Regions from separate parts of the Gossypium hirsutum genome. Here region 1 is linked to region 2. A link is a contact called in public Hi-C data. All regions are on one chromosome and are shown on one strand. Each heading gives the region's core, a stretch centred on a gene start, on an enhancer-like site or on the middle of the called end of the contact. The rest is flanking DNA. Distances are from core to core; before and after follow the strand shown.

Evidence for each region. Hi-C and Micro-C count contacts between places; a contact is called where the count stands out from the background.
Region 1: a Hi-C map of leaf shows a contact between it and region 2, with 2.7 times the contacts expected there. The contact joins the promoter of LOC107887250 here to the promoter of LOC107887251 in region 2. A contact is called at or near these places in 7 of 34 Hi-C or Micro-C datasets (callus, hypocotyl and leaf).

The regions. Positions count from the first base shown.
Region 1 is chrA06:18,104,919-18,108,074 of Gossypium_hirsutum_v2.1, reverse strand. LOC107887250 (GATA transcription factor 21) reads left to right here and starts at 1,794. Exons shown (of 3, transcript XM_016811439.2): 1 at 1,794-2,386; 2 at 2,476-2,838; 3 at 2,957-3,156. The coding sequence starts at 2,201.
Region 2 is chrA06:17,950,076-17,953,088 of Gossypium_hirsutum_v2.1, reverse strand. LOC107887251 reads left to right here and starts at 1,533. Exons shown (of 13, transcript XM_016811440.2): 1 at 1,533-1,749; 2 at 1,839-1,907; 3 at 2,014-2,065; 4 at 2,165-2,238; 5 at 2,317-2,447; 6 at 2,651-2,836; 7 at 2,975-3,013. The coding sequence starts at 1,725. LOC121230446 reads right to left here and starts at 1,415. Exons shown (of 2, transcript XM_041115273.1): 1 at 1,307-1,415; 2 at 799-1,174. The coding sequence starts at 1,415. The coding sequence ends at 912.

The sequences.
Region 1 (3,156 bases), core at 545-3,044, 150 kb before region 2:
GAAATCCTACAATGGGATGCTTTTCACAAGATGGGGTTTACAGAATCAAATTGACTTAAGGATTGAAGGGTGCATCAAAGATAAAACTCCAACACCTTTCTAACCCTTTTTTTTCCTTTTTATAGATTTCACCAACCATCATTTCAGACCAACCTTCAAAAATTGGCCTTAACAAGTATATAAAATGTTGACCTAAAACAGTTGCTAAGCAACAAGTTTAGTATTAATAAACGTAACAGGGGAAGTTGGCATTTTGCAAGCACTGCGAAAATACAAAGTAAATAGGGGAAAACAAAGTTTGTTTACTCAATTACATTTTTTTACATCTGTAAAGCCTAGCTCAATGAGAAGTATTCACTATCTTCAGACACTTATAACCAGTTGTTTTAAACTTATCACACCTTAGTGAAAATTTCCTTACTGTTGTACCTTTGAAGATTAATTAGAACTTTCACTACTAAATTCTCCCTCTGAGAACTTAACTTGTAAAACCACAACACATAGGTTTTACAATCAAATCCACTCTTACAAGATAATGTTCCTCACTTGAGTAGATTAAGCGCTTTCAATAAAAGTACATCAACCTATACATGTCTCTTAATCATATAGTGTTTTCGAGACCTGCTAACATAATGTAGATCAATCACAGTCCTTTCTAAAATGTAGCTAAAATAGCTTAATAATAATAATAATAATAATAAAGGTAACATAGATGTAGTTTGATCCAATCCAACTTCCTCAATGCAATGGATTAAATAGACTTGATCCGATCTAATTCTTCAAATAGGTTTCCTCCAAGTAATATGATCTTCATTGATGAGCTAAATATAATCCACAATCTTAGCTCAACTTAAAGATATGGTTCAATAAATTATCAATCTTCTAATATGACAAATTGCTAATTGTTGCAGTAATAAAAGAAGTGGGCACTTCCTCAAATATATCTCAACAACTCTAAATATTTCAAAGATAGAACTATCTTTGTTGCTTAACTAGCCTAAATATTTTGTTTTCTTTTTCTCAATTTTAACAAATGATATACAAATGATATATGGTCAGCTGCCTGCCTTCTAATATATATCTAAACGTTTCCTAGGTGAAAGGGAAATGTGTATGTATAGTTATATGTAAAAATGAAATTATATAAGGAGCATGATATCGTCAGTGGTGAAACAACATGTATTAATTCTAAGATTCATGATTATGGCAATTGGCAAAGTTGTGGGGTGCTGCATTTGTCTCTTGCCTGAACAATGCATTGAATGTTTTTTGGCAAGACTAAGGTAGTGAAGAATGGAGATATATCACATGTATACATATATGTCTTTCTCATGAAAACTGTAGCCCTTCTCTTCTAGTACTCATATTTATGTATGCACCGCATGCTCCAATTTTCCTTATATAAAATATTCCCTCATATAGAATTATATATATCTGAAGATATAATGCTCTTTGTATTCTCTGACTGTATCATGCGTCACCATATCTGTCATCTTACTAGCAAATTCTAGGTATATACTAGAAAAGAAAAAGGTTTAACCAATTTAATCCTATGGTTCACCATAATGCTAATTTACAGTTTAATAAAGATTCATAGAGAAATTAAATTATATTGTGTTATTATAATACTTGTAATTAAGATTAGAAATTGTGTGAAGATGATCAGATTTTTTGGGTCAATAAATTATATATATTGTATATAGTACTAACTAACATGAAGGTCACAATATGTGAGAAGATCACAATTGGGATCAATTTTTGTTTTATATGTTTAAATTAATGAAATATTATATGAATAATTTGTGTGGCTATCATGAAATATTGAAAGAAGTCTATCTTTTCTGTTCTTTCGAAATGACATCAAAAGGTGAGTAAAAAATTCCTGCAGATAGGGTTTTTTTAAATTTATTATTATTCCTTTAAATATTTCTGAATAGGATGGAGCAGTAGCATAGCATTCCATACTTCTCCTTTTATTTCCTTTTTGTCTTTTTTAAACATGTTGGTTCAGGTCTCTCATATATATCAAATCACGTGAACCTGTTATTTCTTTGCTCTCCCTCTCTCTCTAAACTGGTTTACCCTTCAATAGCATAATACCCCACCTTTTTTTCTTTGCCTTTTTTTTTTCGATCCTCCACCTTTACTGGACAACACCAACAACATATCATTGCTGTTCATCACCTGATCTCTCTCCCTAATGTCTTCTAGTAATTGCTATTCATCCCTTTATCCTTTTCCTTTTAACCTTAACGAAGATGATCAACACCAACACCACTACCTTTTTACCTTTAAATCTCAACCTTCTTCCTCTTCTTCTTCCTCAACTGTTCATCACCTAGGAGCAGGTTCTTGTCAAAGGGAACCCCAGGAGTTTCAAGATCAGGTGATATTATAATTACCACTTCACTCTTTTATTTTATTAAAATTTAATGTGATGATCACTTAGGGTTATGATATGATCATTTTGTTTAGGCTAAGATATATGTTTCAAAAGAAGGGGCATTGGAGAACAGTGACTGCGGACTCAAGTTATCATTATGGAAAAAAGAAGAAAGGGTCGAAAGTGATCATCACCATGAGGACAGTTCTACTAAGTGGATGCCTTCAAAGCTGAGGATTTTGAGGAAGATGATGAGTTCCCATCACACCGATTTATCGAAAAGCTCTTCGCCGAAAATCGAAGACCAGAAGCTTCAGAATCAGCCCTCACCATCTCCAGATAACAGCTGCAACTCTTCCTACAATAATGATATCAACAACAATCCAAGTAGGGTTTGTGCTGATTGCAACACAACTAAGACTCCTCTTTGGAGGAGTGGCCCTAGAGGTCCCAAGGTATAGTTGAATTTCCACTCGTTTCTAATCAATACCCTATACAATTGCTACATAACTTTTGAGATAATTAATTGACTTTTTTTTTTTTTCTGTTTTTCACCTTTTGGTCGCACTGCAGTCTCTTTGCAACGCCTGCGGAATTCGACAAAGAAAAGCGAGACGAGCAATGGCTGCAGCGGCAGCGGCAACAGCGTCCAATGGAACTATTGTTGCAACTGAGACAACGACAAGCATGAAGAATAAGGTTCAAAACAAGGCCAAGAGATCAAGTAATGGTTGTGTTGCAAAGTTAAAGAACAAAAAGTGCAAACTCAGTTC
Region 2 (3,013 bases), core at 284-2,783:
TAACAAATTTATTGGCTTGTTACAGCTTATAAGTAAAAATTTAAAGACTTGACTAAGGGTAGGTTTGGATAGGCGAGGGCATGCAGTGCAGTGCGTTTAGTTTACTTCTTGTCTTACGTTACAGTATCGTTACAGTATCTAATTTCACTGTCATTGTTATTTTTATACTAACCGCAAGAAAACGCACCGTCCATCCAAATCCAAATCCACATTTAATAATGTGAGATATGTTGTTTTCAAATATCCCTTATTCTTGACAATGAAAACTTCATTTATTTTTAATAATAAAAGATAGTTTTTTAATTTTAATTTTTACCAAATATAATATCACATTGTACTTTGTTTTTCGATTGGTCTTGTCTTTTTAATGTCTATATTATTACTTTGAATATCTTTTAACGATAAATTAATTTCTAACCCACCAACAATTTTCATAGAAAAAATTTCTATTGATAAAATTATACTAGTTAAAAATTTAAATGATAAGGGTGATAATTTCATCTTTATAAAATAATAATAATAATAACCACAATTAAGTTTACAATTTAGCTATATGTAATTAACACAAAACTTATATGATATGAAAATTGTGTTCTTCTCGTCAAATATGTTTAATTTAATTTTCTTTCAGTTCTTCATGTCTTACGTCCAAAACTTTTTCGTCTTTCCTTTTTATTCTCAAAATTTGCTGTTAATAATTTTGAATGAATTGTTTATTATTTAAACTTTTAGAAGTCATTCTCAACAAAGAGATTATTCATTTCCCTCTTTGCTTTGCTTGATTTTCGAGTAGTTATGTTATTCTAATCCTTCATTTTTATTGAAATGTTTATTTTTAACTCACAATACATTCCAAGTACTATCAAAAGCTTTAAAAAAATAGAACATACATGTGTATGTGACACTTACATTTAGGTCCCAGTAACATAGATTGTCTGACCTTCTTTCTTCCTGTTGCAGCATATATGTTTGCAAAGGCAAGGAAGGAAGAAGGGTTGAAGCAATGCGGATAACAAACAGAGTGAAACAAAAGAAGATTTATCTTTTGCTCCAGAGACAACTCCATGAGGTAATGACAAACCACCAATCTTTTCCAGTTGTTGCACTATCTTTGAAGGTTTTGGACTCCATTCCTGAATATCAGCAGAGAATGGAAAACTCAAACCTAATGATCCTGAAGAAAATCAAGAAAAGATTTGAAGATAAGGCTGTTTTCAAGCAATTTATTCATGCAATCTCTATGGGTTTGTCTAATCTAAACCCATATTCCCTTTTTTCCCCAAAATATAGAGAGAGAGATGGTTACTTATTGCTCCTGCTATGTTAGTTGCCTTGATAGAGGGTAATAAGGGCCAGCAAGCAACTGGACCGATTGGCTTTATGTGAGACAAAGGATAGAGATCGACTGCCCCCATTTCCCTGCTTTATAGATGAGCCATAAATAATTTTGAAGTAGTGGGGTCCTTTATGTAACCTTTCCTTCAAGTCCAGCCACATATGTATTTTTTTTCAATATGAATTTCTTTTGAAAAAAATTGAGCATACATATGTTATACACATTCATATCCAGAAAACGTCCTCTTCCTGATAAACAATGTTTTCCTTTTAAGCCATCCTTTCAAATTATCAAATTTGGCATGATAATGCTAGTTTTAGTCACTGGTTAATCTCTCTTATCATCATCATCTCTGCTTTTCTAGTCTCACAGAAAAGATTTCTCTCAAATGCCAGGAACCATCCAAGTTTCAGGTATCAAGTTTTGTCTTAACTGTAATTCCAATATGGTAGTTGAAGTTCATACTCCTTTTTCAAGACTTCCCTCATTGAATTCATTTCAGTTCTGGATTTCAAGGGTCTCCATTCATCATCATTATCATCATCATCATCATCAAAAGTATCAATAAAAGGTAAACCAATCAACATTTTCTTGTCCAAATTTTCTTATCTTGAATGGCTATATTCTATACACTGTGAGAAGAAAATTTTACCAGTGAGTTCATCTTCATAACGCAGTTTCCAAGGGAAAAATAGAGTACCAGACTTGGGACAAAGGGGAATTCTCATTGTAATGACTCTAAACATTGTTTTGACATCCTTTGATTTTGCTGTGTTTTAAAGTTGTGAATTTTGCTATTGAATTCCAACATGTTTTGCTATTGCACAGTCCATTGACAACCCTTCGTGACAACTTGATTATAACAATACAAGATGCAGAGGGAAACGAGATTTCTCATACAGGTTTGTGCCTTTTCATTTTCCATAAGCATTTAGAATATTAAGAGTTAGTCTGAGTGAAAAAGATATGGCATGGGGCAGGACTTGAAACCAGATTGGTGGTTGAGAAAGGTGTTTGGGATGACATATTTCCCCTTGAAGGAGGTGGGCATGCTCATATGAAGTTGCAGTTTTTCCTCAATGAAGAAGAGCGCCAGCAAATTCGGATAATGGTATTCTTTTTCCCTTGCTTTGCTTTTGATGCAATAAATGACTGATCATACAAGATTCCTTTTATGTGTGCATTAAACCATCAGCCAGAATATGGGATGCACTGCATTAAGCTGTTTGATAAAATGCATGCCTATGGTATCCTGATAAACCTTATTCCTTTCCGTGGCGCTACTAAGTTATATATTTCTAAGATCATTTTCAGAGGGAATCTGCACTGAAGAAGAAACATGAAGAGCTTTGCAATAGTGGTCATGGAAGTCCCAAAAATGCTTCTGTTAGTTATAGTGAAGCCAGTCAACTGTCTGTCCCCTTAAACAACCCCAAGGATGCCAAATTTGATATCGACAACAGAGACAGAAGTTATTCTATTCAGAAGCAAAAGAGCACAGTTAAGGGTTACTTAGCATTACACTAAAAACCCTTTTTCTCTTCACTGACAAAAGCCTCAAGTTTTCTTAATGTTCATTTCATATGGATATTTAGAATGACAGAGATGTCCATCTAACTGAGTTGTATGTTTCACCAGGATTCAGTTCCTTCAGAACCAGAGAAGCATAATAACTCA